Linked DNA regions of Hordeum vulgare: region 2 is linked to region 1. The links are chromatin contacts, called in public Hi-C maps. All regions are on one chromosome and are shown on one strand. The core of a region is the stretch at or near the end of the contact, and the rest is flanking DNA. Distances in the headings are between cores, read along the strand shown. Region 1 holds the start of LOC123406972 (protein IQ-DOMAIN 33). Region 2 holds the start of LOC123411033 (ubiquitin carboxyl-terminal hydrolase MINDY-2).

What was found. Hi-C and Micro-C count contacts between places; a contact is called where the count stands out from the background.
Region 2: a Hi-C map of seedling shows a contact between it and region 1, with 4 times the contacts expected there. The contact joins the promoter of LOC123411033 here to the promoter of LOC123406972 in region 1. A contact is called at or near these places in 3 of 6 Hi-C or Micro-C datasets (leaf and seedling).

Annotation. Positions count from the first base shown.
Region 1 is chr7H:554,825,010-554,830,472 of MorexV3_pseudomolecules_assembly, reverse strand. LOC123406972 (protein IQ-DOMAIN 33) reads right to left here and starts at 2,865. Exons shown (of 6, transcript XM_045099991.1): 1 at 2,180-2,865; 2 at 1,786-2,103; 3 at 1,446-1,673; 4 at 1,178-1,291; 5 at 694-1,092; 6 at 267-599. The coding sequence starts at 2,266. The coding sequence ends at 489. It overlaps LOC123406970 (pentatricopeptide repeat-containing protein At1g03540), which reads right to left. Exons shown (of 1, transcript XM_045099989.1): 1 at 4,556-5,463. The coding sequence ends at 5,170. LOC123406971 (65-kDa microtubule-associated protein 1-like) reads left to right here. Exons shown (of 10, transcript XM_045099990.1): 10 at 1-223. The coding sequence ends at 28.
Region 2 is chr7H:555,477,152-555,482,614 of MorexV3_pseudomolecules_assembly, reverse strand. It overlaps LOC123411033 (ubiquitin carboxyl-terminal hydrolase MINDY-2), which reads left to right and starts at 3,247. Exons shown (of 12, transcript XM_045103949.1): 1 at 3,247-3,710; 2 at 3,830-3,948; 3 at 4,039-4,145; 4 at 4,303-4,390. The coding sequence starts at 3,521.

The sequences.
Region 1 (5,463 bases), core at 1,616-4,115:
CGCGGCTTCGCAAGCGTCTTCGACCTGACACATGCCCCCTTGGTGCCGGTGTCGGAGAAGTATAGCTGTGCAGTAGTCGCGAGATTATAGAGCTTAAGCTTAGCTTAGCTTAGGTGAATGATATAGTCATGGCGGGAATCGCCTTTGTAACTGGATGGATGTTCGTCTCGTTTTGTAGATCGAATGCAGACGGTGCTATGAATAACTGACACTTCTAGTTTCATCTGCCACCTCCGCTTTTTGCAAAACCAAAATATCATAAAAAATTTCCGTTGGACGCACCATCACCTGCGTATGCTTTATTTAATGAACAACTTTACACGACCAACTTGTCAGTCTCGCAGCTCTCCGCGCTTAAAATCATCTCGAATCATCTAACACTTCAGCACCAAGCAACTGAAAAGTAAGATAAAAATCATGGCGACACAAAGCCAACACAGCAATCAGGATCTGAAGAAGCCTATGTACATCATTCCATCGTCTCGGTTTCAGTAATCCGTGGGAGGCTGGCGGGGATCGTAGGCCTCGGCCTCGGGCTCAACTTGATGATCCTTCTGCAGCTGCTGCTTCTCCTCCCTCTGCCGCGCCTTCTTGCTCACCTTGTCACATCAGAGCATTTCGGAATCAGCACAGGACGACGACATTGCAGGCGAGGCTAATCATGGCGGCGGCTCGAAGGATTGGACTGCTTACCTTGTGGGACCTTGGTTGGAGCCGATGGTGGTCCGACGACGCGGCCGCCACCTTGCGCCGCGGCAGGCTCCTGCCCCCCCTGAGCCTGTTCTTACCGGGCCTGTAGCAGCTGAGGCCGCTCCGGCCGCCGGCGCTGGAGCCGTCGAAGCTGATGGCGGACACGTCGTTGGAGCCGCAGCTCTCCTTCTCCTCGACGGCCACGTCCTGCCGCCGCCTCACCACCACCACCCGCCGCCCGGCCACCGCCGACCCGGCGTCCGTCGCGTTCTTGCTCGCGCTGTCGTCGGCCCCCGGCTCGGCCTGCCGCGTCGCCATCCACCGCTCCAGCCAGCTCCACCCCACGTTGAACTCCCCCTGCTCCGACCGCGACGAACGCTTCTTCGTGCCGCCGCTCCTCAGCTGCCCATCAAGACGAGTTCAGAAGAGAGAGACCCAAATGAAATGTACACTACTCGATCGTTGCCTCAAAGCTCCATCAGCTTACCTGCTGCGAGAAGGCGTAGGCGAGGGCGCGCTCGCGCCGCGTGGTGGCCTCCATCTTGCTCTGGATCCTCATCCTCAGCACGTTGGAGCTCAGCGTGCTGTCGTCCCACTCCTCCTGAAACATCACATTTAATATAAGTTGACTGTTCATTTAGCTGCCTAATTAAGCCGTAACACTATTTCCCTCCCTTGACCAAAAGCGATGCGATCGCGGTCAAGTCCTTGTGTGCCACAGTGTGGCAGCAGCGGCAGCAAAAGCTCTGCAGTACCTTGGCTCTGAAGACCTGGGGCCGCGGCTTCTGGTTCTGGCCCGCCCGGTGCTGCGCCGACACCGACGCGCCGTCGTCGGTCAGCTGGAGGTTGCTCAGGGACTCCCCAATCTGGACCTCCACCGATGCTGCCATGGACGGCGAGGCAGGGCTCTTGGGCTCTTCACCGTAGCAGCACTCCTGTCCCGAGCTTCTCCTCAGCTCCTCTTGCAGCAAGCGGCCTCTTGCCTGCAGCAACGCAGACACACGCGAATGGATCCGCATGAGCGATCGGCTTGCGGCCACCTAGGCGCAGTTTGGGCTCTGAATCAGGATTCTCATTCAGTTTTCAGGAACGCACCATGAACCTCCTGAATGCGGACTGGATCAGCGTCGCGGCCTCGTCCTCGGTGAACGGCTTCGTCGGCTCGCTGGGGCTCCACTTAACTCGAACTTCTTCAGCGTTGCCGCGCGCGCCGCCGTTCACCTCGCGGCGACCCTGATCGGCTGCCGCCGGAGCATGGGCGTCCTGCGTCATCGCGCATGTCTCGAAGCTCCTGGCCGAGACCGTCCCGTCGTCGTCGTCCTCCCCATCCTCGGCACCCGCGCCGTTTTCTTCGCCGCACAGGTACAGCCTCAGAGAGCCCCACCGCCTCTTGTGGTCGCCCGGGCTCCTTTCCTGCGAAGAACAAGAATGTCACATTGCGGCGGCAGACTGAAATCTCGAACTGCTGTTGAGAATGCAATGCACCCACGCTGTGGCCTCCGCGTCCCGCCGACGAGGAGGAGCCGCAGGGGCTCTTGGAGAGGACTCTCCGGACAATGCCGCCGGCGAGGCCCATGGCTCTGCTGCACCGTGCCAAGGCCCTGACACGCTCACTCACCGAGTAGCCGATCCAAGGCGACGGGACGGAGCCGTGCGTGTGGCTAGCCGGGTGCCCTTATAGCGACGGCACCACCACCGGGGGACTAGCGGCCATAGACTCGCAGAGTACGGAGCGGAGCAGAGGTGGTGAATCCAACCAAAACAGGCAGAGATGAGATGCGATGCGGTTGCTTTGGTTGGGTGCAACTTTGTGTGTGTAAAGGCAGGCGCGGGCGCGCGTTTGATTGGCGGATCCGCACACGCCGCGGTGGCCTTGATGATGACAGGGAGAGACGGGGCGAGGCCCCATGTGTTGGGCTTTCTTTTGGGTCTGGCAGAGGAGAGGAGGCAAGGGGGCTTTAGAGCTGGACCGGAGCGTCTTGTTCCACACTGCTCTCTCCCTCTCTCTCTCTTTTGGACATGTTCTGATTATTAGCTTCAGGGGGGAGGAGGGGTTAGTCAAGACCAAGTTCGTTTCGCTATGGTTATCATCAGTTTGCATCCGGACAGTCGCTGTCAGTCCATTCATTCATCATGAAGGGGGTACAGACTACGGTACAGAGAGTACTACAGGCTAGAGATAGAGAGACAGTGGAACGAACCTCCCGCTGTCGACTTCTTGCCTGGGTGGGGGTCGCCGTGCACGGTTCGGCCGTTCAGGTACATACATGATGATGGATCTGTCGGCAGGAGCTTACTTATATTAGCCTTCTGACGAGTGAGGAAATAAAGGAGATTAGCGGGAAAGAATGTCCGGAGATAAAAGGTTCTAGAGGTGCACCCTTTTCCCACATGGCTTTGCTCTCCCTCGCCTCATCCAACCTAATCTTCTGTTTGGCCTTGCTTGCTCCAGGGTGCACCCATATTCCACCCGCCTCTCTCCTACAGTCCTGCTCTCGAGCTGTAGCACGCTGCAGATTCCTCCTCATCATCACACGATAAAAAGCACACTAGGGTCGGTACCCGCCTGCCTGCCTGTTGACAGCAACAGCAGGGCCTCAGAGCCCGGACCTGAACCCAACCGAAGTCTCAACTCTGAACTGAGGCCTCGACTGTGGCCGACGCATGAATCCTGCGGCGTGGCACCGCACCGGCCGGTCTCCATTTCCCCATGTCAAGCCCGAGCCAGTTAAAAGGCACAGGCCGAACCCCGCGCGGCCTCAGGTCAGGCTGTGCTGACGGTACAGCTCTCCTCATGCGCTGACAGTTAAAAGGGCACAGGATGATGAAATGAAGAAACGAAAGCAGAATACAAAGCCAGGGCGTAGATGGGCAAGTGAGCGCAACGACGTATGGCTGGACGTGGCGCCTGTCGGAGATCTGATGACATGAGCTAGGAGTTTTGAGTTTGACAGCTGGATGTCCTAGATGAAGCGTCATCGACATAGGTAGACCAGCTGGTGTGCCCCTGAATTGTCCCTCGTCTCGAGCACACCTGACGTATGTATGCTGTAGTACCAATGATGGATTATGCGGATCAGGCAGGGCCATCAATCATCATACTACTAAGTAGGAGTACTTACCAGTGGCTCCACGCATTCAATCACTCTGCATCTATGCTGCACCAATGGCGATCGGCCGCGGGGCAAGGGCGCTCTCTCCTCGCATCCTGAGAGCATTGCCTCTGGATTTATAAATACCATTAGATGAAGCATGGAAGTGATGAAATAAGCATGCTCGATCAAGCACCTGCGATTTAGCATAGGGCCATATGCTCCGGTTAATATAATTGTCTAAGGAGCTCGACCTTTTGTTATTCTCAAATACACATCAAAATGCATGTCATTTGTATAAGTTCACTAAAATGGCTAAACCCTAAACCCTAAGGCTCTAAACCTAGGAAGTTTCTTCGTTGCATGGAAGAGAGTTGGGATGGCAGACAATACGATCCTTGATACTCCCTCCGTTCCTAAATATAAGTCTTTCTAGAGGTTTCAATAGGGGACTACATACGGATGTATATAGACATATTTTAAAGTGTAGATTCACTCATTTTGCTTTGTATGTAGTCCCTTAGTAAAATTTCTTAAAATACTTATATTTAGGAACGGAGGGAGTAGATGCTAATCATTGCTACTTGTGACAACAACAAATAATGTCATGTTGATTTCAGTCTCATGAATGCTAGACGAAATAATCAGGAAGCAATGAATACTATTCCTCGTTATCAACAAAACAGGCTCGTCTATGAAGAATTATGTAAATACATCAAACTGTACAACCACATTCAAATCAAGCATAATATGCAGGAGATGGTTTCAGATTATTGCATATGGCATGTACGTTAAAGATTAATTCAAGCTCAAGACAAGTGACACACATATGCCTTTGAAAGAAAGAACATAAAGCTACCCTACGAATATTCCAAAATGAATCTGCAGTTGGATTAATATAGCAGGTTAACCTACTAGTAGCTATGCTATCCATTAGTAATGGAAGGAAGCATTTCATCTTACTGAGCAGAGACAGATGAAAAACAATTACAGATCCAAGTACAGAGAAAACGTACTTGTGATTACAAATGAAGCCAATAAGTAGACAGCCTGTCTGAGAGTCCCATTTTTGTGTTAATGGTGGTTAAGGGCTTAAGGCCATCCCATCCAAGCCTGCCATGTCAAACAAGTGTCTGGCATTGCACCCACATAAACCATAGGCCGCGAAGCATATACGAATACATGTGCTCCGCAGATTATTCATGATCTCAATCAACTGAAGCGTTGAACTTTGCAAGGCACCAGCTTGTATCAATTTTCAGGAATGCAGCTATAACAGTAGAACCTTTTGGGAACAAATACATGGTAGAATTCATCCCAAACTCCAAATGATTCATAGGGCAATCAGAGGGCAGAATCGCCAACAAAAGCAGAAACAAAGAAAATGTTAAGGTCTGCTTTCACTTATGATGATATCCTCGGAGGCAACTAGTTCTGAAGGTGCCCCACTAACATTCCACATATGTTGTCTGCTTCTGTTTACATCAATCCAGCTCGTTCCGGGCTCCTTTTCCACCTTTCTTGATCTCATCAGCCTCCTTATCTCAGAAGCATCTTCCCACCGTCCAACTGTTCTGTACACATTTTCAAGAAGAACGTAGCTCAAGTGGTACTGAGGCTTTAACTCCATCATTTTCTTGGCAACCCTTTCTGCTACATCTGGGTTTGACTGTGTGGAAGA
Region 2 (5,463 bases), core at 1,998-4,497, 650 kb before region 1:
CACGTCAAAAATATAAGTTTTCATAAAATGTTAACCATGTATATACAAAAAATGATTCACATGTATATAAAAAATGTTGAAGGTTTATTGGAAAAGAGTTGAAATGTGTTGAACCAAAAAGAAACTAATGAATAACAATAAAAATATCAAAACCTAATGTAAAACTAAGAGAAAAACAAATAAAATGAAAATACGAAGGAACCAATTCAAAATAAAGAAAACGGAGAAACACCAAGAAGGAAACAAGGAAAACTGAGAAAACCAGAAGGAAATAAAAACAGAAGAAGAAAAAAACAGAAGCAAAAAAACAATAAACCCGAGAAGTAACGATTAAAAACAAAGAAAAACAACAACTTATGAAAATTGAGAAAGAAACAAAGGAAACCAATGAAAATGAAAGAAAACAAAAAAATCTTGAAAAATAAATAAATTGATAAAGGAAAATATTTAGGAAAAAGGAAAAATCTGAATATTAGGAGTGTGAATATTGCGGCGATTGTCGGGGTATGTGCGACACGCCTCACCTGTGAAACGATAGGTTCTTCAGCATGAAGCTTGATGAGAATGAAGATATGTTCCTCCCTTGCCATGCAAGAAGATATGTGTTGGAGAGGCTCGGTTTCAAAGACCACGAGAGAATTGAGACGAGGAGCGCTAACCTGTGGACTATACATGGTCACACATTTGTTATCAAAGTATTTAATTCAGTTTTTCAAACAGAATTTGGGTGCCCAAATTGGGAAGATCTTTGCAAGGCATATGGATTTAAGGAAGGTATGGAAATAACCTTCGATCTTCGTCCTGAAGATAATATGCCAGGCAACATTGACATTTGGGTGGTTGTTGATATGCTTCCTGTTTTACCTCCATGTGAGTTCCTCAACCATATTTGCCAAGTAATTTGCAATTTGTATTTAGAAATAGTTGGTGTTCATCCATATACTAAATTTGTTAAATTATAATTTACAGCTTATTTCGTTTCTTCGAGTGAATTATGGAAATTAATTAACACGACACACTACACGTGTGGATCACATCTAACTTGGGAGGAGAATGATGTTCTTCTTTGCTTTCTTGTTGGTGTTCTGGTTTCTAGGGATACCTTCCCATATAATTTTGGAATTGGCCAAAATTATACATTTTACATGCCACTAGTGCATTGGTTGAGGCGAGATGACATTCGCTGAAATATTTTGGTAAGAGTTTCCTAATTAAGTACGCTCTACTATTGCATAAATGATGTTGATTACATTGCTAACTAGGTTATTATTATGATCTTCAATAACAACTGCCACATGATGTAGTGCCTCTGTTGATGCACCCAGAAGGTCATATGAAAATTAAAAGCCCGCTGAGGGCTGAGTTCGATGCTCCATACTCGAGTAACCTCAAACCAAAATCAAAAAGGCTCCAAATTAAAGCATGGAGAGAAATAAAGAAGGATCGCAAGCCATAAGTTGGAGACCGTTGGATCTATGTGCTTCATCATGGAGACATATGTGTTATTCTGTTTTATGACATTATACCTAAGAGCGAGGACTAGATCTTATGAGAGACAAGTTATTCTAGTTTATATTAACTTGACATGATCGAATGCATATGATGACTATTATGATGTTTCTCTGTTTTACTTTATGTGTTATATGATAACTTGGTATATGATTAAGATGATGATGAATTGTTAGATGAGTACGTAAGATGATGATGAGTTATATGACATAATACTCCCTCCGTCCCAAAATTCTTGTCTTAGCTTTGTCTAGAAATGGATGTATCTAAATACTAAATTTGACTAGATACATTCGTATCTAAACAAATATAAGACAAGATTTTTGGAACGGAAGGAGTACTTTATGTGTATGATGTGATGCAAATTATGCATGTTTATTATGATATGATGAAACCACTGTATAGAGCATGCACAAATACGTAGGAGGGACATACATACGATGCGAATTAAATATTAAAAGCAGGAATATTAGCAGTAACGCTCTACTTATTCCAGCGCTACTCGTAACGTAGATACCAGTAGCGCTTTTAATCCAGCGCTACTGCTAAGAGTTTGCTATAGCGCGTTAGCAGTAGCGCTGGCCCCAGCGCTACTACTAAGGGTAAAACCAGCGGTACTACTAGGGTTTTCCCTAATAGTGTAGGGTACTACATACGGATGTATATAGACATATTTTAGACTATAGATTCACTCATTTTGCTTCATATATAGTCTTTAATGAAATCTTTAAAAAACTTATATGTAGGAACAAAGGGAGTACGTTTTTTTAGCATTTAGAAATGTATATTTTTTTAAAGTGGGTTCTTACGTATCGGGTCGGGTTCATCCATGCACTTCCCACCCATTGCCCCCTCCCCCGCTCCCCCCTCCACCCCAATTCAAGCACGAACCAGATTGGGGCATTCGGCAGGTTGTTGCTGCATCCACCCGTTCATTCATTCCAAGCCCTCCCTGCAGCAACCAAACCGACGGATGGTCACGTGGTTAGGTGTGACCCCCCTCGCAGCAAGCAAAAAAAAAAAAAAACAGCACGCGGCCAATCCCTCGCGACGAAGCAAAATACCGCGAGGAGGCGCCGAAACGGAATCAAGCCTCCTCTCTCCAGGCTTGACATGCACGCAACTCGGACGGCCGGATCCGACCTCCCACTCCCATCCGACGGCCGGGATTCGCAGAAAGGAACGTCGGTTTCGTGCAAAAAAAAAAAGGCCCCAGCCAAACGTGCGGCGAGTCGTGCAACGACTGCTCCAAGCAAGCGACCGCGTGCCGTTTACTTCCATGCTAAGTTTCTTTTTTGCGTTCTGTAGACCTTTGTGCGCTAAGCTCGAAGCTTCCATCACCATGGTAGATGACACCCAGTTTCTTATTTTTTTTCTTTTGAGAAAATCTTGTGGTTTGTTTGATCTGCTATTAAAACAAATTCCGGGGGCTCTGTTTTATTTTATACAAGTTGCCGGGCTTCGATGTCATCATCAAACGACAGTGTAGGCTTAGCTGTGGAGACAAATGGCCACAGGAGTCGTTGGTCTGTTAGTTACAACTTGCAACCGTCTTTAGACAAAAATCCAATAAACACTTCATTAACTAATTGCGAAATGCTACGGGGATCAAGTCACAAAACTCTGGAAAGATAACTAGGATCTCCCTATTACGATAAACTGCGGGGACCAGATCGAGTAAACCGCCACCACTAAGATTAGTCGATAATGATCCTCCATAGAGATTCCCCGCAGTTTACCAAACTTTGCTAATAGCCCCCTCGATCCTCCCTCCAGTTCCCACCTCATCGGCCAACCCAGCCAGACACAGGCAGGCGGGCGCCCCACTGTCTCTCCTCGCCACGCTCGGTATTCTATTCCTCACCCGATTCCGCCTCGCCATTCCTCCCCTCCAATCCGCCCGGCGACGCCGGACGCGGGGTCCGCCTCCTACGGCGCCGGCGACGACCCGCACGGTGCTAGGGCTCCGGTGACCTAGGCCCCCGCCCCGGGCGATCGCGGGGGGAGATCCATGTCCGCGGACACGCCCCCGCTCCCGCCGCCCGCGCCGCCGCTCGGCGCGCTGGATCCCGAGCCGGAGCCCGCGCAGCCGCTCGAGCCGCCCGAGGTGATGCACAAGACGAGGGCCGTTGACTTCCTCGGCCGCCGCACCCCCATCGTCTACCAGAACGACAACGGGCCCTGCCCGCTCCTCGCCATCTGTGAGAGCCCCTCCTCCCCTCCCCTTCCCCGCTCGGGCTGACCCGCCGTTTCCGTGGTTGGTTGCTCCCGATTTCACCTGGGTGGGTTTTGGCGCGCGCGTTTTTTTGTGTGGTTGCAGGTAACGTGCTGCTGCTGAAGAACGTGATCAGCCTGAACCCGGATGCCGGCGAGGTGTCGCAGCAGAAGCTGCTGTCCCTCGTCGCCGACCGCCTCATTGACTCCAACAGCAGTGCGCAGGTTCGACCGGCTGATCAGCATTCCTGCCGCTAAGTCTCTGGTCGTTTGTGGCGTTCATTTCTGAAAATAGGGCTGAGTTGCGAATCGCAGGGCAAGGACGAGGAGTACGCCCGCAACTGGGAGCACAACATCTCGGACGCGATAGACCTTCTACCGCGCCTCACCACTGGCATCGATGTGAATGTCATGTTCAGAAAGTGCGTTCCAGGTTTTCAGATTGCGGGTCGATGTTATGTTTTATCTTCTATGGGTGCGCACGCGCGCGCGCGCGCGCGCGCGTGTGTGTGTGTGTGTGTGTGTGTGTGTATGGCACATAATTTGTTGTTCTGAGGTGCATTTATGTCAACGTTGCAGGGTTGATGACTTTGAGTTCACCCCAGAGCGCGCCATATTTGACCTTCTGGATATTCCGTTATACCATGGATGGATAGTGGATCCTCAGGTACTACTTATCCCTATGACATATTAGGTTTACATGTTGCTTTCCTGCAATGACAGAACACCCTATCGAATTGGCTGTTACATGACCAACAAGTAACCTCTATGTTTGCTTAGTTCGTATTGAGATTGGTATAGCCTGTCTCACCTAACTTTCATACAACAGCCATAATACTTTAGGTGAGATGCAAAGTTTTGACACATGAATGGCCAGCATTGTTTATAAAGCGGTAAAGCGACCTAAAGCGAGCACCACAGCTCTCACGCTTAAGTGATGCCTAAGCGCCTACAGCGGGCAAATATTTAAGGCGCTGAGCGACGCTTAAGCGTCTGAAGCGGGACGCTTTATAAACAATGATGGCCAGGTTCATAAACATGAGAAATCGGTATTTGTATGCCCGTGAACTTGATTAAAGGATTCAATGCTATCTTACATATGATCTTGCTGTTTTTTCCATCCATGTTTATGTTTTTCAATGTTGGTAATCACAATATTACATAGATGATGAACGATGTAGAATATGCACATATGGGGAATACCTAAAATATATGTGTATAAAACACTGATTGCTGTAGAGTGTGCAATGTCTTTGCTTCCTAAGGCATTATGCATATGCAAGAGTGCAAGACTATACCATCTTTAAAATTTTGGTCTCCCTGAGTTCTGAGTCCTGTCAGCAATATTTACTACATAACACTACATTTTCATTCTTAGAAGTCAGAGATATTTGTATTGTGATTGTTTGTGTGGCTTTATATTCCGTCTCTGGAGTCAGTTTGCTTGCAATGTCATGCCCTTTATCTGTATTGCAGAGGAATTTCCCTGCTTTGACTAGCATTGGGATGTTCATGAGACATTAGTTTTCTTTCTTTTGACCTCTTGTTATTGGTAAAACGTGCCACATTTTGTACGTTTGGTTGCTACCAACTGTATTCCAGTCTGCAGCCTAAACCATCGGTCATTATTATGGCTATTCTGTTGAGATAAATTGTCAACTGAGGGAACTGATTCTCTTACTCCGATGCCCCTCTCTTTCACCCTTTGTGTTTCAGTTGTCACTTGGGTTGCTTCTTCAA